Linked DNA regions of Mus musculus: all the other regions are linked to region 4. Evidence: chromatin contacts called from public HiChIP or PLAC-seq, Micro-C and promoter capture Hi-C data. All regions are on one chromosome and are shown on one strand. The core of a region is the stretch at or near the end of the contact, and the rest is flanking DNA. Distances in the headings are between cores, read along the strand shown. Region 1 holds the start of Fam160b2 (family with sequence similarity 160, member B2). Region 2 holds the start of 1700092C10Rik (RIKEN cDNA 1700092C10 gene). Region 3 holds the start of Dok2 (docking protein 2). Region 4 holds the start of Egr3 (early growth response 3). Region 5 holds the start of Gfra2 (glial cell line derived neurotrophic factor family receptor alpha 2). Region 6 holds the start of Dmtn (dematin actin binding protein). Region 7 holds the start of Nkx3-1 (NK3 homeobox 1).

The links. Promoter capture Hi-C pulls out the DNA fragments that hold promoters and counts their contacts. A called contact is a pair of places that touch in the nucleus more often than the background predicts. HiChIP or PLAC-seq counts read pairs in DNA pulled down with a chosen protein or histone mark.
Region 1: a contact with region 4 is called in a Micro-C map of embryonic stem cells, with 4 times the contacts expected there. The contact joins the promoter of Fam160b2 here to the promoter of Egr3 in region 4. A contact is called at or near these places in 1 of 484 Hi-C or Micro-C datasets (embryonic stem cells) and 1 of 115 datasets of contacts at active chromatin or transcription factors (bone marrow-derived macrophages).
Region 2: an H3K4me3 HiChIP or PLAC-seq map of embryonic stem cells shows a contact between it and region 4, with 17 read pairs. The contact joins the promoter of 1700092C10Rik here to the promoter of Egr3 in region 4. A contact is called at or near these places in 4 of 39 promoter capture datasets (cranial neural crest, embryonic stem cells, maxillary cranial neural crest and 1 more), 9 of 484 Hi-C or Micro-C datasets (embryonic stem cells and epiblasts), 5 of 115 datasets of contacts at active chromatin or transcription factors (all in embryonic stem cells) and 1 of 9 other capture datasets (embryonic stem cells).
Region 3: a contact with region 4 is called in a Micro-C map of embryonic stem cells, with 2.7 times the contacts expected there. The contact joins the promoter of Dok2 here to the promoter of Egr3 in region 4. A contact is called at or near these places in 2 of 484 Hi-C or Micro-C datasets (both in embryonic stem cells).
Region 5: a Micro-C map of embryonic stem cells shows a contact between it and region 4, with 9 times the contacts expected there. The contact joins the promoter of Gfra2 here to the promoter of Egr3 in region 4. A contact is called at or near these places in 15 of 484 Hi-C or Micro-C datasets (all in embryonic stem cells) and 4 of 115 datasets of contacts at active chromatin or transcription factors (all in embryonic stem cells).
Region 6: a Micro-C map of embryonic stem cells shows a contact between it and region 4, with 4 times the contacts expected there. The contact joins the promoter of Dmtn here to the promoter of Egr3 in region 4. A contact is called at or near these places in 1 of 39 promoter capture datasets (cranial neural crest), 6 of 484 Hi-C or Micro-C datasets (cortical neurons and embryonic stem cells) and 2 of 9 other capture datasets (embryonic tail and pancreatic islet).
Region 7: a contact with region 4 is called in a promoter capture Hi-C map of cranial neural crest. The contact joins the promoter of Nkx3-1 here to the promoter of Egr3 in region 4. A contact is called at or near these places in 2 of 39 promoter capture datasets (cranial neural crest and frontonasal cranial neural crest).

The regions. Positions count from the first base shown.
Region 1 is chr14:70,598,202-70,601,544 of GRCm38.p6, forward strand. It overlaps Fam160b2 (family with sequence similarity 160, member B2), which reads right to left and starts at 1,634. Exons shown (of 17, transcript NM_194345.1): 1 at 1,541-1,634. The coding sequence starts at 1,585.
Region 2 is chr14:69,170,235-69,173,923 of GRCm38.p6, forward strand. It overlaps 1700092C10Rik (RIKEN cDNA 1700092C10 gene), which reads right to left and starts at 1,609. Exons shown (of 3, transcript NR_045931.1): 1 at 1,342-1,609. It overlaps Nkx2-6 (NK2 homeobox 6), which reads left to right and starts at 1,568. Exons shown (of 2, transcript NM_010920.2): 1 at 1,568-1,814. The coding sequence starts at 1,568.
Region 3 is chr14:70,772,483-70,775,765 of GRCm38.p6, forward strand. Dok2 (docking protein 2) reads left to right here and starts at 1,899. Exons shown (of 5, transcript NM_010071.2): 1 at 1,899-2,027; 2 at 2,984-3,265. The coding sequence starts at 1,956.
Region 4 is chr14:70,075,852-70,079,384 of GRCm38.p6, forward strand. It overlaps Egr3 (early growth response 3), which reads left to right and starts at 1,466. Exons shown (of 2, transcript NM_018781.4): 1 at 1,466-1,747; 2 at 3,045-3,533. The coding sequence starts at 1,594.
Region 5 is chr14:70,888,357-70,891,509 of GRCm38.p6, forward strand. Gfra2 (glial cell line derived neurotrophic factor family receptor alpha 2) reads left to right here and starts at 1,751. Exons shown (of 9, transcript NM_008115.3): 1 at 1,751-2,538. The coding sequence starts at 2,499.
Region 6 is chr14:70,625,805-70,629,065 of GRCm38.p6, forward strand. It overlaps Dmtn (dematin actin binding protein), which reads right to left and starts at 1,261. Exons shown (of 16, transcript NM_001252662.1): 1 at 935-1,261.
Region 7 is chr14:69,189,160-69,192,688 of GRCm38.p6, forward strand. It overlaps Nkx3-1 (NK3 homeobox 1), which reads left to right and starts at 1,533. Exons shown (of 2, transcript NM_010921.3): 1 at 1,533-1,834; 2 at 2,665-3,529. The coding sequence starts at 1,546. The coding sequence ends at 3,089.

The DNA.
Region 1 (3,343 bases), core at 384-2,883, 520 kb after region 4:
CTTAGGGCTGTCCCCACTGCCAACCCTCCTTGACAATTGAGCTGTGTCCAGAAGGATGAATTAGTGTATCAGATTGCTTTCTAAGATGACACTTGTTTTTATTTGGGACAGGAAGGAGAAGAAAAGGTGAAAAGGTCATTTTGGAAACTCCCTCTTGGGGGTACCCTAGGCCCTGTTCCTCACAGCAGAGCTGGACAGTGGGGGGAGGGGAGGTTACAGAAGTGCCTCCCTCTCCTTTAACCAGTTCTCCTAAGGCTGAGCCAATTGATATGAACAATAGCAGCCTAGCATGGTGATTTCATCCCAGCACTCGGGAGGCAGAGGCGGGTGGATCTCTGAGTTCGAGGCCAGCCTGGTCTACAGAGGGAGTTAAAGAATACAGGGCTACATAGAGACAACCTGTCTCAAACAAACAAACACCAAACACCAAAAACAATGAAGGTTCTGACTGGGGGGGGGGGGGGGGCGTCAGACCTAAGATTGTTTCTCAGGACACAATTTGATAGACTAAACCCATCAATTAGACAGTGTTCTTATACAATGAGAAAAAAATAATTAACTTTTCAAATAGCTTCTTGCAAGGCTGCTGAATGAAGTGACCAGGGACATGCACTTCCAGAAAAAAGGGGCCTAAACACAAACTGAGAGAGAGAGAGAGAGAGAGAGAGAGAGAGAGGAGAGAGAGGAGAGAGAGAAGGTAAAAGAGAGAGCGCAAGCAAGCTAGCTTTGCATGGAAACAACTCTTCCATTCAAAGCCCCTCCGGCAGGCTGAAGTCCCTAACTCAAGGTCAGCTGGCTCAGTGGCTTGAGATAAGCCTGCAGAGGGCTACTTCCGGGTTCTCGCGACCACCCACCCCTGCAAAGGTCTCTATCACCTTCTTCCTGGGACTTATGTCACTCAGGGCTGCAACTCCCATGCTAAGAGGGAACTCAGTGCGGGAACCCCTGCTCCCAGTAGTTGTCTGGCAGCTAAGAGAGGAAGGGGAAGGCTGTTGTCAATCCCAGGTGAGGAGGAATGGAGGAACGTCAGGAACGAGAAAGGAAGGCTGCCGGGCGGAGGAGGAGGCGTGGGGGCAGATCTGGGAGAAAGGGCTGGTGACAAGGGAACCTTTGGGGAGAGAAGAGTTACAAAGCTAGCGGAAGCTCTCGAGGCACAGGGAACGTTAAAGAAGCCGAGCGGAGCGCAGGCTCGGGGGACCGAGTCGCAGGTCAGGGAGTGGGACACAGGAAGCACAACAGGAAGCAGTGCGGAGGCCGGATCGAGGGATCGGGACTCAGGATCAAGGGAGCATGGCTCAGGATCACGAGAGTCGGGCTTAGGATCAGAAGAGCGAGGCGCAAGATCGAGGGAGCCGGTCGGTCTGGAGAGAACCCCGGAGCTAGGCGCTCCTGGCGGCCGCGACGCGGGACTGTACCCGAAGACGAAGCCCGGAAGCGGCGTCGGGGCCAGGGGAGGGGCCCTGCCCAAGGGGCCCGCACCTCACCCGCCCGCCCCCCTGCCCGCGCCCGCCCCTCCGGTCCGACCAGGGCCCGGCCTCACCGCCCCCACGGCCTCCTGCAGCAGTGCCCCGAGCCGGCTCAGCATGATGGCGGCCCGGCCCGGCTCGCGGCCCGGCTCCCGGTGGCGGCGCAGCGGTGGCGGAGGAGGCGGCCCAACGGGCGGGAGGCGGGACCCGGCTCTGAAACCCCGCCCCTGCCGGAGGGCTCGGGGGCGCTCTAAGCCCAGGGCTGGGCAGGTCCTGATGGAGGGCGGTGGGGAGCACCCTGGGAGCTGATGACCTAAGATTCCTTTGAGTAACACCCAGAGACTTCTAATTCCTCGTGCACCCTCACAATCCTACCAACACAGTAGCCCTGGACACACACGGCTCTGGAGTGTTTAAAATGACCTGGCCCTGACAAGCTGTGTCAAGGACACTCCAGAAGGCAAAGACATAGTGGGAAGAATTGACGACATGTTTAAATGTAATGGATTAGGAATATTGGAATAGGTTATGGCTAATATTAATTTCACCCTGTTGTTCAGTACTTTTATAAAAAAAAAAAAAAAGGTCGTTATTGGAAAAGATGTCCTCTAAGGTTTGCTGTTTGATTAGGAATTGATCCGAAGAGTCCCAGCAAAATCTGTCTCATGTCCCCCGCTCTGGAGGGAAAGAAAGCAATTGGGGTACACCTGCAATCAATCCCAGCACTCAGTAGTATCAACAATTCAAGGAGGTAGTGAGATCCCGTACCAAACACATACACACACACACACACTGACACACACACTCCGAACACAAAGATACATGCATACATACACACACACATACCACTCACACAATTACAACACACTGACACCACACACACATACACACACACACCACTGAGAGAGAGAGAGAGAGAGAGAGGTTGAAGACACGAACTGTTTAAAACAAAAACCAAAGCAAACAATAAAAAACAAGGGCTGCATGAGGCTCTTGGTTCAATCCTCAGTATCAGATAAGTAAATAGATAGATGGATAAATAATACATAAATTATATAAAAATTATGTAAATGTATATAGGTATTTACATAAATTATAAATGATTAAATTACTTACATCTATCTTAAATATCCAGGATATCCTAAAACTCACCATTATTTTTGTTCCAAGGCTGGAGATTATAGGCTTGTGTTACCATACCTGGGCTGCACTATAAATTCCAGGCCAGTCTTAGAAACATAGTGAGACATTAAAAACAAGAGTTGGGCCGGGCATGGTGGCACACGCCTTTAATCCCAGCACCCGGGAGGCAGAGGCAGGCGGATTTCTGAGTTCAAGGCCAGCCTGGTCTACAAAGTGAGTTCCAGGACAGCCAGGGCTATACAGAGAAACCCTGTCTCGAAAAAACAAAAACAAAAAACAAAAAAACAAAAAAACATGTAAATTGCACTTGATGTCACATGCCTTTGATCCCAGCACTCAGGGAGTAGAAGCAGGCAGATCTCTACTAGTTCAAGGCCAGCCTGGTCTACAGAGCAAATTCTAGGACACAGAAACCATGTCTTGAAAATGAAAAAGGAAAAGGAAACAGAGTTGACACATTGTTTTTTTTTTAATTATCAGATATTTTTGTTGTTCATTGATTTCATGACTGTAAAGTCAACTCTTGTTTTCTTTTTTCAAGACAGGGTCTCATATGGACCAGGATAGACTCAAACTTACTGTGTAGCTGAGGTTGACCTTGGACTCCCAATCTTCCTTTCCTTAGTGTTGGGATCTGGCATATGCCTGGTGTGTCCACTGCTAACAAGAGAGCCCAGGGCTCATGCATGCTAAGCAAGCGCTCTGTGCTGCATTCTAAGCCCTCAGCTCCTGAC
Region 2 (3,689 bases), core at 359-2,858, 910 kb before region 4:
GAAAAAAATCAATATTAGCTAAATTTATGAACTCATCCTGTTAAGGTCCATCTGTAATGTAGGACATTTTAATTCTTACTTTGAATCATACTCCGAAAAACTAATGAATATATATGTAAATTTAAGCACATGTAAAACTAAACAAGAAAGTTATTTCTGAGTGGAAGTTTTCAAAATTGTGTGCTATCTAGACCTGGGAGAGGGTTCAGAGACTAAAGATGCTTGAACGGGATTCCTAGGATGCACTAACACCCTCAAGTGGTCCACTGATCTCCACTTCCATGTTTGCAGCCCCTTTCCAAGAAATAAATTTCTTAAGTTTTTGTGTTTTCTGACTGGAAAGGGGTGGGTGAGTTCCTTTCATGGAGAGTTCAGGAAATAACATCTAGGTCTCTTGTGTAACTGTAAATTTTCGTGAGAAGATTTAAAAAACATTTTATCTGAAAATCCCTTAAATCTCATAGTGAGTTTTTTCTCTTTTAAGCGATCTTAAAAAAAAAAAATCTTCCCATCCTGTTTTGGGAATGTAACACCAAAACCCGGTTTGTTGATCTCCTTCGCATGAGCTCCAGCAGCGGAGAATTCTTGTTTACACGTTGTTTTACTTATTATCCCTCCAGTGGACACTTCTACCCTCCTGAAAACGAGATGTTCGTCCTTTGTCTCTGCACGATCATATCTGCTCACACTCTCCGTGTTCCTAACCATTCGCACACCATGGAGACACCTTATACTATGCCCAAGCTGTGTCCCAGTTCTGAAGATTTAAGACTGGGTAAAATTCCCCACTTACACACGCTTGTACAGGCTTTAAGGCAAGAGAAAGGGGAAGAATCCCGGGGAAGAGATGAAATGAACTTATCTCTACTCTTCTGGGGCAAGAGCTTACCTTGTTTCCCAACCAATCCAGAAATACTTAAAGATGACCAGAGCTCCCCCAACTCAATTTGCCTTCCCTGTCAAGTGACAAGACCCTGGCGCTGCTGGACTCAAAAAGAATTGCTCCTCAGGCTGTATTGGTCATTAGTATCCCGAGAAGAAACCCAGCTTTACACCAGTTGAGAACCACGGGCTTGTCATATCTTGGGGACTCCCCAGCTTTCTATCCTCAGATTTTCCTTTTCCTCGAAGGGGTTAACTGGGAAAAACAGATGGGTTGCTTGCCCTAAAATAGCCCCACAAGTGCCATCCAGGTAATCCAGGTAGCAGGTTCTAGCAGGCTCCCCTCAGACCGGACCCCTCGGGAGCTCTCTGTTGTACACTGTTGAGAAATCTCAGTAGGAACCAAACCTCCCAAAAGGATGTGGAGGGACTGAGGACCAACAGAACGGCCCAAATTACCAGTTTTTGGGTAAGAAGGCTCAGGGTTAGCACGTGGTTTCTGTGGGAACCAATGGAGGACAGCGATCTTATCACCCGGTCCTGGTGCCCCAGTCAAGGGAAGGCGCGGTCCAGGACCTAGTGTGCATCCCAGAATCGATTAGGACTGCCACTACAGAAGAGGAAGTTGGGGGTGCGACACCTGGCTGTGGTCCAGAACTTGCCAGCTCCGCCCCTCGGCTACGAGATGCTGTCGAGTCCTGTGGCCTCCACCCCTTTCTCGGTAGCTGACATTCTCAGGCTGGAGTGCCAACAGAAGGATTCCAAGACCCTGTCACAATGGGAGTTGCATAGGAACCCAGTAAAGCCTCGGTACCTAAGAATGAACCAGGAATCCGGATGGTTTGAGAGCAGCGACAGGGCACAAGCAGTCCCTTTTCGGTGCACCTGGGAGACAGTCCTGGAGATGGGCTCGAATCCTGTGGGGGAGCCACGTAAGTAAGCGCTCTTTCCTACAGGTGTTATTGAGGGAGTGGGTCGTCAATGAGGGAGAAAGTGCATATTTTGGGGTCCCATCCTACCGCCCCTCATTTTAGGAGTTCAAAGGGCAACCTCTCTGTTTCTAGTCCTTGAATTTTGGGATGTTTCTTCCCACAGTCGCCCCTCTAATAACCACAAAGAGGGGATGGAGCCAGGTTATGAGAGCTCCCCTCCCCCTACCTCATCACCACTGCCCTTACCTGACTAACCTGAACCTTCCTGGATGAACCATCCTGGAGCATGTTGATTTATCTGGACATGCGCGCGCGCGCGCGCGTGTGTGTGTGTGTGTGTGTGTGTGTGTGTGTGTGTGTGTGTGTGTGTTGCTTTCCGAGTGAACCTGGGGGTGCTTAAGAATAGGGAACCTTAGTTGGAGATGACCCCCTCAGAATCGTGGATCTTGGTCCAAAAATGCATGGGCAAGCAGTCCAGGGACCCATCCTTAGCTTGTGGAAAGAGAAGGGGCAAACAAGGAATTTGTAATCTGGCTACTTCTATAATAATCCAGGTGGTGTTTATAGGCAGGGAAGGCCTGCTACTGGAAAGAAAGAAATGGACTGTCTTCTCACCCAGCCTCCGGGCCCTTCTGAGTATTCCCACCAGACTGAGGTGGGGAAGGAAATAGTTTGGCACAACCAGCCTACCCTACCAAGCCAGACCACAGATAATCAAGGCCACAGTCTAGCCTAGTAATAGGTAATCTTCGGGGTTATCCTCTGACGTGAGGCTGTTTATCACTGGCCCCCCAAAAGAGAACATTAAATTTTCTTCCGTTCAAAAAGAAATGTATGGTTTTTTTGTAGTGGACACTAAATATTCAGTTCCCTGGGCATGGGTCTGTTAACTTAGAGTTGCTTTTAGCTTTGCTAGAAAAGGTTGTTTCTCTCCCAACTGCTCCAGCCCCAGCCCACCCAGAGGTCCTTTAACTGGAAACTCATGGCGACCTGTCCTCTACCACTGTGACAGCCACCCAGGTCCCACCCCAGCCTGGCTGAGGGCTTTTGGTCAGGGAAATGGGTCATCTGATAAACTTCACCAAAAAGACAAGGGACCTGCCTTCCCATCTGAATCTGCCCTTTCCTCAAAGCAGGGCTCAGGGCTCTCTAATTGTTCTAAGAGGGCATAGGGTGCTAACACCTTTTTATCTGTTTGTCTACTGGGTTTGGGTTTTGTGATTTAACCTTTAATGTGTCCATTGTTGTGAGAGAAAGTAAAGAATCAATTTTTGTTGTGTAAAAATGAAATTCAAGGAAGCCAGATGACACTCCTTATTCAGTCCCCTCTGTCCTACGGAAGCTATGTTCTATCGAACCCAGGGCTCTCATTAATAAACTGAGTTTATTTTCAGTATTCCACTTGAATGATCTGTTTGAGATAAATTTCATAATTTTGGAGATCCCACAGTTAAAGTTTCTATTATCGGTTTTGCTTTTGGATTTACCTGTGTGGGGGCTCTTGTTCTGATGGGGGCTTGGAACCTATTACTAGCCTGGGGCTAGATATGTAGATCTGGCTGAAGAGGAACTTAAAGGGGTTGTGCTTACTGCCTTTGCTTAATTGGGGGGTGGGGGCTTTCAATTGGAGTGTCTTGCTTGCTCTACAGTATTGCTGGAGGTCAGTCTCGTTTGTATCTTTAAAAAATAAAACAAACCCTCTCTTTCCCCTACTCTTTGGTGACCCCCATTTCTTTAAGCACATATGCCTCCGGGAGAAAAATATTTTCTCTCAAACTTTTTAAACAGTCATTTTCCCTAGAGGTTGTGCGCAGGGCTGGGGTTGAGAGTCAAGATCCCAACCGGGAGCTAGCGGGACCTCTTGAGGTCTTTCTG
Region 3 (3,283 bases), core at 649-3,148, 700 kb after region 4:
TGTGTGTGTGTTGTCTGTCTATCTGTCTCTGTGTCTCTGTGTGTGCATGTCTGTCTGTTCTCCAAGTAGTTCACTTTTTTTTTCCTAAAAAATTCTCTGGATAGCTCATTCATTTATTTCCTGAAGAGCACAGGTCCAGTCTTTTATTTTACATATTACTCCAGTCATTTACTCCAGGTTTCCCTTTCAATTATCTCGTAGGATAATCAAGTATACATCCCATGACCCCAGACCTTTGATTCTTAGGAGACAGCAAACATACATTTTTTTTTCTTAATATTGCAAAAGAATTCAGAGGTCTAGACAGACCTTTGTTAAGAACAGACAATAAGAGAGTTAGGTGAGACACTGCCCTGACCACACCTGGGCCTAACCTCCCTCTGTCCTAGGCTGACCTGGAGCTCAGGAATCTGCCTGATAAGCTGACTCATAGTGTGGCTGCCTTTATTCCTTTAGATTCATGAATTCATTCCTTGTAATTCATATCGCATCCCTATATTTTGCATAGTTGAGAAACTATATATATATATATACTGAACTCATGTATTTAGAGTTCTTTCCCATAGCCTCAAGGGCTGTCCTGAAAGTCTCAGCATTTACCATTTTTCTGGAGACATAGCCACCTCACCTTTGCCTCCAGGCCTCACTTTCGCTTCCTGGACTCACGCTGTCTCTGATTAGCATGGAGTCATTAACATTGAAACAGAGGACATTCCTCAGAGTGAAAATATGCACTACACAAACAAGTCTCCCTCTCACAGCAGCCATTGACACTTGTGGAGGCTCACACCAGGGGCTACATGTCGCTCTGTCTCCACCAGTGCTACACCAGGCTTGGCACGCATAGAAGAATTGGAAGTTCTGAAGTTCCCACAGTTTAAGGTAAGTCCCACTTGAACCCAAGTGAGGAAGGAAGCCAACAGCTGAGTTAGACTTGGGGAGGAAATCTTTTTCTAGAGAGAATGTTCTTATTTCTAGATTCACCACAGACTTGTGTATTGTATGTTGTTCTTATTGCTAGATTCACCACAGACTTGTGTATTGTATGTGTTTTTGGCAGGCAGGAAATACTTTCATACAATGGGACTGGTGCGTGTTGTGTGTGTGTGCGTGCACACACACACACACACACACACATGTTTTATCTATCTGTAATTTACCCAGTATATGGCTCATCTTTGCTTGAGCTGGGAGACTTGGGTTCTGGGTGTTAGCCTTATAGGCCCTTCAGACCATCTCTATCTCCTTTTCTTTTTTTTTCTTTTCTTTTCTTTACTTTTCTTTTCTTTTCTTTTTTTCTCTCTTTCTTTCTCTCTTTCTTTCTTTTTTCTTTCTTTCAAGATTTATTTACTTATTTTATGCATATGAGTACGTGTACATTGCTCCGTTCAGGAACATCAGAAGAGGTCATCAGACCCCATTACAGAGCCACCATGTGGTTGCTGGGATTTGAACTCAGGACCTCTGGAGGAGCAGTCAGTGCTCTTAACCGCTGAGCCACCTCTCCAGCCCCAGTTTTCTCTTTTCAATGAGTAGGTTATGGTGATTGATTCCAAAGGGCTTTTCCAGCCCTGACACACTCAGCATCCTGCCTGAATGTAGAGCCCTCACCCCGGACTTTCTTGAACAACTTGATTTTGGGGTCTCTTTGTTCTTATGGCTCAGTCCTTCACACCAGCTTCTGCAGAAGTGTGAAATTTGGCTTTTTTTGGAAATTGCATGTTACTCACTGGAAATGCAGGAAGGAAGCTTGCTCGTGAAGTGCACTTAAAAAAAAAAAAAGGCGCACACAGAGCAAGAAACCACAGGGCCTATCAGCCTGTCGTCATCAAGCAGACTAGAATAGTGTAGAAAAACTCTAGTCAGAGAGGAAATGAACTAGAGAGAAGGGGGAACAGGCCCAGAAGAGAGAAGAGAGAGGGCAGAGGCAATGGCAGTGGGGAGCTGAAGCTGCGATGGTCAGGATGGAGGAGCCAGCTGTGAAGCAGGGCTTCCTGCATCTTCAGCAGCAGCAGACCTTTGGCAAGGTAAGAGTAAGGCTGGGCTCTCGCTGGGCGGAGCAGCTTGGGGGAGGGCCCTGTTACTATCCCGGGTAGAAGGGTGTCTTAATATCCCTGACCCTTATGAGACCATGTGCTCCACCAGTTTAGACAAGAACACTACTTGGGGAAGATGTCTGCCTTCTCAACGTGCCTTGCCTTCTAAACCAGGCTCTGGATCGCTCTTTGCTGAGGGCTGTTTGTCCTTGCTTGTGGGGGAGGAAGCAGATTCTGACATTATCTCTCTCTCTTTTTGTTCCCTTGCTCAGTATTGAATTTGGGGGTACCTTGGGCGGGTACGGAAGGAAGAGTTGGGGGCCAGTCAGTTTGGGATGACAGCAGAGGTCCCTCTCACCTTTGACTGCTACTGAGCTGTGGCCCCAGGGTGTTCCAACCTCTTCCTTCCCTAGCCTCTTTGAAGGGGAAGCTCTTCTGCCTCCTGCTGTTACCCAGCTGTGCTTACCCCAACACCCACCTCACCCTGTCTAGGTCTCTGTTTCTTTGTTTGTCTCTCATGGTCCAACTCCTTAATCAGTGAGACAAAAAAGGAGAGGAGGTGGGAAATTTTGGAGCCAGAACCTTCCTATGAAATGAAGACTTGTCCCTGGTCTAGGCTACTCTCCCCTCACTGTTCATCTCTGGGCTCAGTGACTTTTGTTCCCACTACCTGGCTGATGGGCCTGTCATCTTCCTGGACTCTGCATCCATTGGACATTTACTGTGGCCTTTGGCTAGCCTGCGGATCTTGGTCAGCTCTGTCATTCCATGGTCTCTGTTGTCTTCTCGGGCCTCTCTGACTGGCTGTGATGTTTGCCATTCTCCCCATCCTGTGTGGCTGCCCCAGCCCCTCTACCTCTCCCACAGTTCCTCTTCTCCCCTTTCATGACCATCTCTCCATCTCCGATGGTTCCCACTTGGCCTCTACGTGGCATACCTGGGCTCAGAAGTGGCGCCGGTTCGCAGCCGTGTTATATGGAGAGTCTGGCTGTGCCCTAGCCAGACTAGAGCTCCAGGATGTCCCCGAGAAGACACGGCGAGGAGAGGCCACTCGGAAGGTTGTCCGCCTCAGTGACTGCTTACGGGTAGCAGAGGTAGGCAGTGAGGCCAGCAGCCCCCGGGACACCAGTGCCTTCATCCTGGAGACCAAGGAGCGCCTGTACCTACTGGCAGCCCCCTCGGCAGAGCGCAGTGACTGGATACAGGCCATCTGCCTGTTGGCTTTCCCGGTGAGGGGTACAAAGTGG
Region 4 (3,533 bases), core at 216-2,715:
GGAGACAGAGAGTAGAGACTGGAGGAGACCGCCTTGGTGGCTTAGAATCTGTGGGTTTCACATCTTCCCGCAGTAACTCAGCCGCAAGCCCTTCGCCGGCTGCAGTAGATAGCGACTGTGCCCCGGCCTGCTGGGCCCTCCTGCCATCCTGTGGCCAAAGGGGTTTGCTTTAGAACCGTTAGGGAATTTATCTGGGAATTATTTGGTGCACGTGTTTTCTATCCCCTAAACTTCACTCTTTCCTAATCTCCACAACAACAACAACAACAACAAAACCCTCATACCCTCGCCCCTAAAAGTTCTTGCCCACTGCGCAACTAGCTAATCCGCTACACATTCCCGGGCCACTGCGCTCAACTGAGAGTCAGCGCGGGGTCAGGAACCCCAAGGGAGGGGCCGGGGCTGCGGGCGGTGAATCAGAATGATGTCCGCACGAAAGTTCTAAGTGTCCAAGAATAAGAAGCCTTAGGACATTAGAACCCCTTCCCCAAAGGAAAATACTTCATCTCTCCATCTGAATCCAGTCAAGGATAAGAAGGAAAGACAGAAGTTGTGTGGGGGAGCCTGGCTTGAAGCGGTCACCTCTCCCATTCCTAGACTGCTAAGGAACCTGTGTCCTGGTGTACTGAACTCTTTCTAAATGCTGGGAGTGCTGGAGACCAATTGCAAACAACTCCACTCCTCCAACGACTAAATTCTGTCTCTAATGCTGTCCTCAAATAAAAACCTACATGTTTAGTTACAGGGTTTTTCAACTGTGCACTGCGCATCGCGCGCTTTGCATTCGGCTTCGTCCCTCTTTCTTTTTTCTCTTCTCGCTTTCCTTCTTTCTAATCTAATTGACTTTTTTTTTTTTTTTTTTTTTTTTTTTAAAGAACGGAGAGCGGTGCGGGCGCTGCACGTTGGCTGCGGCCCGCTTCCTGCTTTCTAATGTTCCATTGTGAGGAGCTTCCATTGTGACGTCGCGCCCCTTCGGCTGGGCTTTGTCTGTCCATATATGGGCAGCTACGTCACGGAGCTTTCCCGGGGCTCAGATAAATAGACTGGTGGAGTTCCCTGGCTGGGAGCTTTTGGGCAGCAGTGAGCTAGCTAGGAAGCGGCGGGGCTGGTTGGTGGTGATAGCAGCGGCGGCGGCAGCAGCAGCAGAGGAGGTGGCGGCGGCAGCGGCGGCGGCGGCTGTGGCAGATCGGGGGGCGGGGGGGGTCGGCGGGCTCGTGTCTGTGAGATCAATACTGAAGCCGCGTCTGACCCCCTGGAGCCTAGATCACCCCCCCAGCCCAGCCCCCATCCCACTCCTCGCACACGCCCCACCCCACCCCCACGACCCAGCGTCGCACCGCACCAGCCGAGGCACCCGAGAGGATTACCCTCTTTGCCCCTCTCCCATCCACCCCTCCAAAAAAGAATAGATCCCCTCCCCTGACCCACCCCTTCCCCTTTTCACTCCCCCCTCCCTCCGAACTTTCCCTCTCGCATGCTTTTCCCCTGCACCACGGATCGCCTCTCGGATGCCGCTCGCCTGGAAGCTGCGTTAGGAACAGGCGGCGGCGGCGGTGGCGGCGGCGGCGGTGGCGGCGGTAGCTCGGGAGTGCTATGACCGGCAAACTCGCCGAGAAGCTGCCGGTGACCATGAGCAGTTTGCTAAATCAATTGCCTGACAATCTGTACCCCGAGGAGATCCCCAGCGCGCTCAACCTCTTCTCCGGCAGCAGCGACTCGGTAGCCCATTACAATCAGATGGCTACAGGTAAGGGTGGCGGTGAGGCGGCGAGGCAGCGAGGAAGGAAAGGGGGAGGACGAGGAGGAGGGAGCGAGCTAGCGATGGATGCACATATCGATGGATGCAGAAATGGATGGATGGAGAGACGGATGGAAAGATGGGGGGCGCGCTGGGAATTTTCTGGGGGGCGAGTTGCTTTTCCCACCCACTCCTCCCGCCCTCCGAGATCGGGAAGGCTTGGTTGGAGACGCCACGGTTGAGGCTTCGGTTCTCCCGGGTGGGGGCAGCCGCCGACTGGAGGGAGGTAGGTGCGAGCAGCTCTGGGGTTCTCCCTCCCCACGCAGGGGGCCCGATCGCTGGGCTGCGTGCAAGGCGTGGTGCTGTAGCCCCCTTTCTCGGGAGGAGCCCAGCGTCTTTTTCACCCGCGCTCTCCCCCCTCCTTACTCCCTCAGCCTCCCACCCGGGATGGAGCCATGTGCGGCGTGGAGTCCCCACGGTGGGAGAGGTACTGCGACGCTGCCTTTCCGGGGCGTTCAGCAAAGCCATTGGGGGTGTGGGGACGGTGGGGAGAGGGAGGGGGCTCACCCACGGGGCGGGGGAAAGGGTTTGCCACCGGGGGCGATCCTGGGACCCGGGAGCTTGGGAACGGCGGCCGCTCCCGCCGTGGAGACATGGGCTGGTTTTCCGCCGCTCTCCACTCTCCTTAGCTGGGTTTAGGCTTTTCCCCTCCAGCCCGAGCAGAAAGCTCCTTCAGGCCGGGAGGAGACTGGGGCCGGGAGAGGCTCCCTTTACGGGCGGCACCCTTCTGCGCTCCGAGGACAAAAGCGTCGAAGCTCTTTGGGTCGGCCACCCGGGCTCAGCGCGCGTAGGGGGACCTCGCTTGGGGCATGAAGGCGCGGCGTCTTGGAGTAGACAGGGCCGGGGGAAGAGGCCGAGTTGTGTGTGCTGGAGAGCGAGAGCCGGGCGCGCTCCGGGTCTGAAACTACCTGTAGCTGCAGCTACCTGTCCGCCCCACCTCGGGAAGAACAACAATGCTCTCTTGCGCGCGTGCGTGTCTGTGTGTGGTACGTGAGTGTGTGCGCGGCGTGTGCGGTGTGTGTGCCGGAGCCACTCCACACCCCGATCCGTAGTATTTTGCTGTATCCAGGTTGCGCCGGGGAGCGCGGCACCGCCCGCTTTGCGCCGGGCTCGGCGTTCCTCTTACCCCACGCGCTGCGCACTCCAGCCGGCCGCACCCTCTACTCCTGGGCAAGGACCTGGGCGCCGCGGCCGGGAGCCGGCTCGGCTTCACTCACCCCTCCCCTCTCTCCCCCGCTCTCCGCAGAGAATGTGATGGACATCGGTCTGACCAACGAGAAGCCCAATCCGGAACTCTCTTATTCGAGCTCTTTCCAGCCAGCCCCCGGCAACAAGACCGTGACCTACTTGGGAAAGTTCGCTTTCGACTCTCCTTCCAACTGGTGCCAGGACAACATCATTAGCCTCATGAGTGCCGGCATCTTGGGGGTGCCCCCGGCCTCAGGGGCGCTCAGTACGCAGACGTCCACGGCTAGCATGGTGCAGCCTCCTCAGGGAGACGTGGAGGCCATGTATCCGGCGCTGCCTCCTTATTCCAACTGCGGCGATCTCTACTCGGAGCCCGTGTCTTTCCACGACCCCCAGGGAAACCCTGGGCTCGCCTATTCCCCCCAGGATTACCAATCGGCCAAGCCGGCCTTGGACAGCAATCTTTTCCCCATGATTCCTGACTACAACCTGTACCACCATCCCAACGACATGGGCTCCATTCCGGAACATAAGCCCTTCCAGGGCA
Region 5 (3,153 bases), core at 501-3,000, 810 kb after region 4:
GAAACGCCTGTTCTGTGCCTTCCCGCCTAAATCCACAAGATGGAAGTTGCTCCCTCTAGCTTTCCCACTAGCAGCTAAGGCTGCTGGTTTTGTGAGTGACCCCCTCTCTTCACACTAAACACACTACCACTTCCTTTATTCCACCGCCTTAATATTTAACAATGTATTTTAGAAGACACTCCCAAATAAGCTTGAGATGGTGACAGCTTTTTTTTTTTTTTTTTTTTTTTTTTTGGCAACGTGGAAAGTTGACGAAGCATCGCCTAAACCTGGCTCCGGGAGTCGCATGCAAGACATAGGAGTGCGAAATGCCAGGGCAGCCGAAGGTGTGTCAGAGAAAAGCGTGGAACTAGGGTGCCGGGTGTGCGTGGGCTGTATGATCCCGAGGGCGCTGAGACATGTGTACTGCCTGTCTGCCGCCCTGCCACCTCGGTCAGCAACCTCACTTCGCCTTCAACCCTTCTCCAGCCAGACGCTTCTTTTTTCGGGGCTTCTGGGCTTTTATTGTAAATTCTATGACTAAATTACGCCGGTGAGCTGGGGCCAAAGACAGATGGATAAATTGTCCCCCTTCCCGGCTTGGGGAGGAGTCTCCATCCGGAAGGGTCTCCACCCTCAGCTTCGGGAACCGGGAGTGGCCTTAGTTCCCCGACTAGCTCTAGGGAGTCCAGGAGATCTCTGTGTGCGGGGAGGGGGTGTGAAGCAGAGGCCTGAGTGTCCCTTGTTTTGGGGCTCCCCAGTAGGGTGGGGTGTCAACCCGGGCTGGATTTTTCCCGCGCAGTTCTGGCTGGTTCACTGGCCTTGGAGGAGGAAGTTGGGACCCCTAGACAATCTTCTCTCTGGTCCAGGGGAGGAGAGACCAACTGGGGAAGAGGTGTCTGGAATGGCTGCAGAGCTGGTGTGTGTGCCTGTGTGTTGGGGAGCGCGCGCGGGGTGGGGTGGCAAGCGAGTCACTAGTGTGCGGTAAAAGTTCTTGAGCTCTGCATGCAGAACACACGAATAGGAGCGCGGGGTTAGACCCAGGGAGATAGGGTTGGCCTACAAGGGCGTCTTTGGGTTCCCTAGTGCTTTTGGGAAGACTCTCAGAACGGCTCCCCACAAGGAATACATCAGCTTGCAGAGTGGTGCTCTCTTTTTCAGACCTGGACCACCACGCCTGGGTTTTTCTACTGCCCTGCCCCCATGCCTCTAGGATGGCTCCAGCACCCGGGCCTCAGTGTCTCCCTAACCTCGTTCAGGCTTCCGAAACCTCATGGCTCTGGGGGTCCAGTGCAGGGGCAGGAGCACTTGGAGAACGCAAGCCTTCACCTAGCCAGGATGAGACATTGCATGGAGAGGAGGGGGCGGGAGGCTTCGTTGGTTTGAGCGTGGACACTGGCCGGGGGATCTAGTCGGTTTTCCGGCCAAGGCAGCAGGCTGGTCCCAAGGGCGGGCAGTTGAGCCGAGGGAGCCAGCGGTGGAGCTCACCCCTAGGCCAGTGTTCCTGGGCGCCAGCGCCACTCCGGTGTAGCTTCCATCACCGCCGAGTCGCTACCACTGCTGCTGCAGAGTGTAGCTGCTCCGCCGCGCTCCCGCGCGCTGCGCCGCCAGCCGCCAGGGAGCCGGGGCGCTGAGCCCCGAGCAGAGGAGAGGGGCGAGGCGCGAGAGCCTAGGCGAGGAAGCCGCGAAGGGGGAGGGAGGGAGCAGGCGGGCGGAGGGAGGAGCAGGGAGAGAGGGAGTAGGGAGGGGAAGAGAGAGAGAGAGGGAGAGTGAGGGAGAGCGGAGATCGAGAGCAAAGAGCGAGAGCGAGGGAGAGGAGAGGAGAGGAGAGGAGAGGGAGAGAGGAAGGGAGGAAAGACACACGCAAGCACAGGCACACCGGCACTGGAATTCCATTAGAAAAAGTGAGCCGAAGCAAGGGATAGCGGGAGAAGATTTTTTTTTTTTTATTTTGAATCTTTTTCTTCGTCTTGGTGCCAAAGAAGCGACTCTGGTCTCCCGTCCTAGAAGCTCTACTGGATTGCTCCCATCCGTCGGTGGATTTCTTTCCTATTTGCATTTATTCTGACCCCCCTCCCTCGCTGCTTTCTTCCAGTCCTTCACTTTCAGATCGCCTCGCCCCCACCTCTCCAGTCCCCTCCTGGGAAGTGCAGGGGAATTGGACCCACGGGGACTCGCGCCTTCCCGGCCGCGAGAGCGAAGGGCTGGGCTGACCTCAGGACCAGGCTGTTGGCTTAGAAGGCAGCCAGACACATAGCTACGTGTGTTTGATTTCAGTGGCAAGGGGGGGACGTCGAGAGGCAGCCCACCGCCCGCCTCCCACCCCTCCCCCTCCAGCCAGCAGCGAGAATCCCTGGACTCGGGATCTTCAACCGGCGGCCGCCTGGCGGGATCTCCGCATTGGATTTGGGGGTCGTTATCATTGCTTGGCTGTTATTATTACCGTTGTTATTTTATTTTTATTTTTTAAACCTAAGGGAGAAAGACACATACACACAAAACTGTGGGATTTATTTAACATGATCTTGGCAAACGCCTTCTGCCTCTTCTTCTTTTTAGGTGAGTACCTGCAGGTGGCGAGTCTGGGGGTCACAAGGGGCTGCGCGCGTTCAGTCGCCCACTGGAAGCTGGGCATGCGGGGGTGGGCTTGGGGGCTGCAAGCAGGGCGCCGTGGGAGACACCGGGAGATCGCGCCAGGCTGGGAGCCCGGGCCTGGGGCTCCGGGGAGCCGAACTGCCTGGGAGGCTCTAGAGGAGGGAGCTGTGCAGCGGCTAGCTGGTTGCGCGGAGGACCGAGAAGGAGACTTCCAACATTCAAACCATCTCCGCACGCACTCCCGTGCCGCGCGCGCGCACACACCCCGACACACACTCTTACTTGCAGGCCGTGATAGCGCTCATTTCCCTCAAAATAATGGGTTCAATTTGCAACAACTTAGGAAGGAAAAAAATGCAACTGTTGGTGTGAATGAAAGGAAGGATGGGGAGAGGCTGGCGGGACGCTATCAAGCCTGCCCCTCCTTTCTGGAAGGCTCTCAGAGTCAGTGGGTTTCGGCAGGAGGTCTTGGTTTGGACGTTTGCGGGGAGTCCTTGTAGTCACCTCCTACTTGCCAATCAGTCTCAGGAACGCACCCTATCTCTCCACTCTCTGTAGCACTTTGCAAGTTTCTCCCTA
Region 6 (3,261 bases), core at 11-2,510, 550 kb after region 4:
CAATGACACATGGTGCTAAGGACACCTACTTGCACCCACCCACTGATCCTCCCCTTGGCACCCGTCATCTGTGCTCACAGCTCCCTGGCATGGCCTGCTGAACCCATCCCTGTTCTGAGCACGTGAACCCCAATACTCCCAGTGCCCTCACCTGACCCATCCCCACATCCCTCCACTCCCACTGCACCGTTGCCTTGCTTGTCTTAGACCTACAGCCTGGCAACCAGTCTTCTGGGAGGAGACGCACAGGTGTGCCTGCCCAGCAAAGGAGTATGGCGTGTCTGGTGCCGAGAAAGGAATCCCTTAGGACCCCCGGGGCTCTCCAGGTTTATTCAGCACCCAGTCTCTCTCAGTACACTAGCTGCTCGCAGGCAGAGAGCCAGGCTAAGCTCTGCAGTCACACCCTGCTACACAGCCTCATTCTTCGACGAATCCCTACCCTAACCAGGCTAACCTCAGCTAGGAGGGGCTCCAGAGTGGGCTGGAAACCAGCGGCTTTGGCCCCCTCAATGGACCCCTGCCACTCCAGAGGGCACCTGGCCTGGCGGGAGGGAGGCTGCCAAAGATGTCTTGCATCATTCAGCAAAAAGCTAACAGCTCCCTCCACAGACTGTGCCCCATGCTCCCACCCCTTGAAATTCTGGCCACAGAAGCTTGGGGGGGGGGGTGTCCATGAAAGGGAATGCTGGGGCCCATATGGACTCTTTGCACGGCAACAGCCTAGATCCTTCCTCCCAAATAAAAAGGGAGTTTGATCGGGTCAAACCCAGCTGAGCACCTTGTCTGGCCACCTAGGCCTATTCTCCCACTGACCATTTTCCAAAGCTGACCCTGTCCTAGCATCTCTGATATCACCCAAAACCATGGCCAGATCCAGAGGTACAGCCCAAAATACCTACGTAAAGAAAGAGAGGCAAAAGACCCTGTCACCTACCTCCTCCCAGACAGTGGGGCCCAGGCTCTCTGAAGCCCCAGGAAGCAAAAGGCTAGGCCCTGGTCGACTGGGTGGCCGCGTTTTCTCAGGAATCTAGGTAAGAGGCAGCTTCTCCAGGAACCCAGCCGCGCTTTACGAAGCACAAATAACAGGAAGAAAGCCGGCTTAGGGTGGGTGGGTGGGGTGGGAGCTGGCGAAGGAGGGGAGCTGGTCTCAGCTCAGCGGTCTGATCTCCCTCCTGAACCCCCACCCGCTTCACCAGTCCCCTGCTGCTCTGCAAGCCACCGGCTTGGGTTCCCGGAGCTGGGGAGTCCGAGTCTGGTGTCTGGTGGGCGGGCAGGACGAGGAGCGGTCTCTGGGCGGGCGGGCCCCGGGCCCCTCCCCACCAACAACTGATAGTGGCGGGCCCCAGGGTGTGTGAGTGTGTGCGTTTGGGCGTGTTGCTGGTCCAGTTCATCTCAGCTGCTGCTGCTGCAGCTGATCCATTTCAAACAAGGGGCTCATTCGCTGGCATCATGACGAAGCAGAATCGGCTGCGCTGCGTTTTCCCCCTTTCCCATATCCCGGCTCTGCAATATCCACACTCAGAGCCTCTCCAGCAGAGTTCAAGTTAGCGGCTGTTACTGATAACTGAGGGGAGCTATGCCCACCCGGCTCTCCAAGAACCTGCAATTCAAACCCCATTCATAATGCTCCACCATCTTCCAGAAGCAGATGAGAGGCTCTGTGGGGGATCCCCCCACCTCTGGGACAGGGAACAGCAGGGGCACCCGAATTGGCCATCCAAACATTAACCCTCTCTGAGGAGGACAGATAGAAGGATGGAAGGAACCAGGTCATAAATACATCAGATTCAGATTGGATTTTCTGTAAACTTGATCCCCTGGGGATCGTAGTAGGGGCCAGGGAGAGAATGAAGGACCGATTTTTCCCAGGAAAGCTGTTTTTGCAAAAGGAAGCTTTCTATCAGATGGCATCCATATTCCAAAGAGACATGCCTTCTCTCTGTGGCAAAACTTCAACCATTCCAGGCCTCCAATGTTGGCTTTGGGGTGCATCTAGAAAGCCTAGCCCTCTAACCCCTATTAGCACTAACTGGCCTCTTCCCCACCTCCATGTCGGCTGCAGACTTGCCTACCTAGGCAGCCTTGCCGTTGCCCTGGTAACCACTGCCCACAGCCGGTCAGCTGATGATAGCAGCAGCTATTGGGGCAAAGCTAGGATCTGGAGAGGGGGCTCTGGGGTTTCTGAATGGAAAAAAAAATCTCAGGGGGAGGGGCTTGAAGGAGACAGGTAAGACTATGGCCTCAGCATCCGACCGACCGACCGACCGACCGACCGTCTTCAAAGAAAAGAGGACTGGAGGAGACAGGAAGGGAGGGGTGTATCTGGAGTAGCAGAGGACAGGGACGACTGTAACCTGAAGGTGGCTTGGGCAGAAGGAGAAATGACAGAAGGCAGGTAGCTGAGTGGCCGTGAAAGGGGGAAGGAGGACCGGGAATCCAGGCTTAGCTGCTGGGATGCAGCCACTGTGGGCCCTGTGGAAGGGGCAGACAAACAGAAACAAAACCAAACAAACAAAACCCCACCTGGGCTAGGGGAGGGACATCCAGTCCCAAGGAGATCTGCGTGGGGTATACCTTTAATGTGTAGGAAGGGGACACAGCCTTGGAGGAGGAGCTACCAGTCCTTCTCCATAGCTAGCCCTGTCCTCAGCCTAGCCTCTCACTGTCCCTTCAACCCCACCCTTGCCGGCCAGCCTGCCCGCCCCAGTCTGGGTCTGAAAGAGTGGTGGGGAGGGAGGCCTACTCCTAAGCATTCCCCATCCCTCTGGAAGACCAAGGACCCAGGGATCTGACACTCGGCAGGCCCTTCAGATTCCTGACTCTGCTCCTGCCTAGTTTCCTCATCCCTTGATTAGCAGTCCCTTCCAGACCCCACTCCAGGAGACATGTTTTCCAGTATAAGGGTCTCCAGAGGTATGCTGGGAACGAGATGATGTCAGAAAGGAGAGCTGTAGACAGGAGTGTAGAATGAGGTGGGTTAAGAGCCCTGGGTAGGAGTCAAAGATCCAGGAGGGGCGTCCCTGCCTGACGGAAGAAATCAGCCTATGAGGCAGGGGAAGAGAGAGTCCAGGGAAAGGGCCAGGAGGAGGGGAGCATGAAGGAGGGTTCTCAGTACCTTCAAGGGCCCGGGGCGTGGGGCAGGAACACAGCAGCCTCTGCGGTGACATACACCTCCATCCCTCAGCGCATCTCCTCTCCGCCTCCCGTTGCCAAGACAACCTCCTGGCAGCCCAGGCCCAGCTCAGCAGCGATGGGAGGGGG
Region 7 (3,529 bases), core at 283-2,782, 890 kb before region 4:
TTCTCCAAACTACCTCAGCAGGGAACGGCATTTATGTGTGGGCCTTGGAGGAAGACTCCCCACACACACTATATGCATACATACATACATACATACATACATACATACATACTACAATGAGGGACATTGGAGTTGCTATTTTTGCAATTCCCAATGAACCTGTAACTATATCAAAAATGTATATTTAAATTTTAAAGGAAAATAAGTCCAGGTAACATGCAGAAGAGAGCTTTTCTGAAGGCCTTCCGGTTATCCATCCCAGTTTCCCTCCGAAGTTGCTGTATTCTCAAGGGCCTGCCCCCCTTTCTTTCTCCCCAGAAATACAAGGTTCCCTGCAGAGCAGATTCCAGTTGAGTCCTGGTGCCTTAGACCACAACAGACTCTAATTGCATCCATTAATTAAAAAAAAAAAATCAGCGTAGGCTTTCCTCGGTTTCCACCAAATGTTGTATTCTAGCACATTCCTTTGATCAGATAGATCGTATTTAGCAATCCAAAGCATTGTTCTGAACCATGTGATATTTAAGTGACAGACATGGGGAGCCTGGGCTAGAGTGTTCATTTCTTTTATTAGTTTGGTTTGTGCATGTGTGCTGTCAGTTGTTTAGTTGTTAGTTAGTTAGTTAGTTAGTTAGTTAGTTAGTTTAAGACCGGGCCTCATTATGTAGACCTGGCTGTCCAAGAAATCCCTATATAGACCAGGCTGGCCTCAAACTCACAGAAATCCACCTACTTCTGCCCCTCTTCACTGGGATTAAAGAAATGTCACCCACACACAGCTTGAGTGTTTATTTATCTTTTCTTTCTTTCTTTCCTTCTCTCTCTCTCTCTCTCTCTCTCTCTCTCTCTCTCTCTCTCTCTCTCTCTCTCTTTCTTTCGTTCTTTCAACAGGGTTTCTCTGTGTAGCCCTGGCTGTCCTGGAACTCACTCTGTAGACCAGGCTGACTCAGAAATCCACCTGCCTCTGCCTCCCAAGTGCTGGGATTAAAGGCATGCGCCACCACTGCCCAGCGAGTGTTTATTTCTTAAGAATACTCTTTCCTGGTGTTACACTACCTGGTCAACTCAGTAAACGAGACACTGTCATACTACTTGGACCTTCCCTAATAGACTTCTGCTGGTTGTCTAGATGTGTCCAGCTGGGAGTCCAGCGTGGGACCATAATGAGCATGATTGTCAGACCTAGGATCAACTTAGACTCGGTAGATCTGGCTTTGTTATCAGTCTCTCTTACTATCTGAACACAATTAGGGTAGGTGGAAGCGACCTGCCTGCTCAGTTCTGATTCCAGTAAGAATTTGGCGTTTGTGGCTTCTCTGGCAAAGGGCTTGAGAGGGAAACCAGGAAAGGTTAAGGGCTCATCAGGGAAGGGCTCTGGAGCCTAATCCGCCCAGGACTCGCCCCTTGAGGGTCACCTGGAGCCCGCGGCAGCCAATCGGGGAGCAGCCGTGTCCCCGCGGCCAATGGGCAGGCGGCGCGGCGCTCAGCATGGCTATAAGTGCGCGCGGCCCGGTGATAGCAAAAGCGGCGCGCAGCGGAGGAGGGATGCTTAGGGTAGCGGAGCCCCGAGAGCCACGGGTGGAGGCGGGTGGCCGCAGTCCTTGGGCAGCGCCACCCACGCAGTCCAAGCGGCTCACCTCCTTCCTCATCCAGGACATCCTGCGGGACCGCGCGGAGCGGCACGGGGGACACTCAGGCAATCCGCAGCACTCGCCGGACCCTAGGAGGGACTCCGCTCCAGAGCCCGACAAAGCAGGGGGTCGCGGCGTGGCTCCGGAGGACCCACCAAGTATCCGGCATAGCCCCGCGGAGACACCGACTGAACCCGAGTCTGGTAAGCGGAGTAGACCAAGCGAGCACCATGCACAGGAAAGGACCGCTCTTGGGCTAATGGCCCCGAGCTCTGGATGCAGGAATCCTGAGGTTGGGGGTGGGGGCATGGCCACAGAAAGGACCTCGCTGTCCGCCCCACCGAGCCACCTTGAGCATCAACCCTGAGAGCAACTAATAACTTTGCCATCGACTTGACTCTTTTCCAGCGGCTGCAGACATTTACCACTGGCTACTAGAACTAACGATAACCATTAATATTCATAAATCAAGCCCACTCTTAAGTTCCCTTCGTCTCCATTCCACGAGCCATAAAATTATGGATGTTCTTTTAAGTCTTTAGAAATAGAATCGCGTCCAATTTTATCCTCCGGCCCCAACCACTTTTCATGCTGGTGACTAAGCCACAGTTACAGGAAGAGGACTAGGGCAGGAGATGAACTGGTTACCATCCCAGGCCACCTGGCTCATCTCCACAAATCTCAGTCACCCACTTCAATGTCCCTACGATGCCTCCGTCTTCCCTGTTGGCACCTTACCCACCTCTCTTTGCAACACACATCCAGGATCCACATTTCACTGATGTAAAACAACAAGGCAGAAAGATCAACTGTAAACCGCTAAGACCTGAATGTAGTTCACACTGATTATTAGAAACAAATACATAGTATAAAAAAAGCCTGCTCACTTCTTCAGGGTAGTTTCTTAGTCTTGCAAACAAAGTGAAAGTATCCAGATGACAGTGGGCTTTTTGTTCACTAGCAGAAAACAAAAAGGTGGTTTGAATTCTGAGCTAACATGTAACTTTTCCTCTCTCCTTCTGTTCTTCTCCAGATGCACATTTTGAGACTTATCTTTTGGACTGTGAACATAATCCAGGGGACTTAGCAAGTGCCCCCCAGGTCACCAAGCAGCCACAGAAGCGCTCCCGGGCCGCCTTCTCTCACACTCAGGTGATTGAGTTGGAGAGGAAGTTCAGCCATCAGAAGTACCTGTCTGCCCCTGAGAGGGCTCACCTGGCCAAGAACCTCAAACTCACCGAAACCCAAGTCAAAATATGGTTCCAGAACAGACGCTATAAGACCAAGCGAAAGCAGCTGTCGGAAGACCTGGGAGTCTTGGAGAAGAACTCACCATTGTCTTTGCCAGCCCTGAAAGATGACAGCCTGCCCAGTACCTCCTTGGTCTCCGTGTATACTAGCTATCCCTACTACCCCTACCTGTACTGTCTGGGCAGCTGGCATCCATCTTTCTGGTAGCAACAGTTCTGCTGATAACTGCATATATCAGAAACTGTCTTCCCTGGGGGTCTCTGGGAAAAAGCCACAGTGGCTGATGTCAAGGAGTCGGAAGCAAGAAATGTACAGATGCAAACTGTTGGGGGTTCCCAGGGAACACTCCAATTCTTCTCTGGTGGGCAGGTGAAAGATCTGGGGCAGTGACTATTTGAAGATGTAGTCCCAGTTCCAAGTGTCCTGTAGGTGACTGCTGCCCGCTCCCCTGTTTAGAGAGAGCCAGGCAAGTTTGAGTCTTGTTTCCAGAACTTAGAATGGCTACAGATGCAATGGCTATATCGTTCCTAGGAATTCTGTTGTGGCAACTCCATCCTCTCCCATGACTGAGTATCATGGAAGGGCCAAGCAAGGGGAGGGATGGCCCCTTAGATGAGGATTTCCTCTTGAGTTAAACTTGGGTCTCC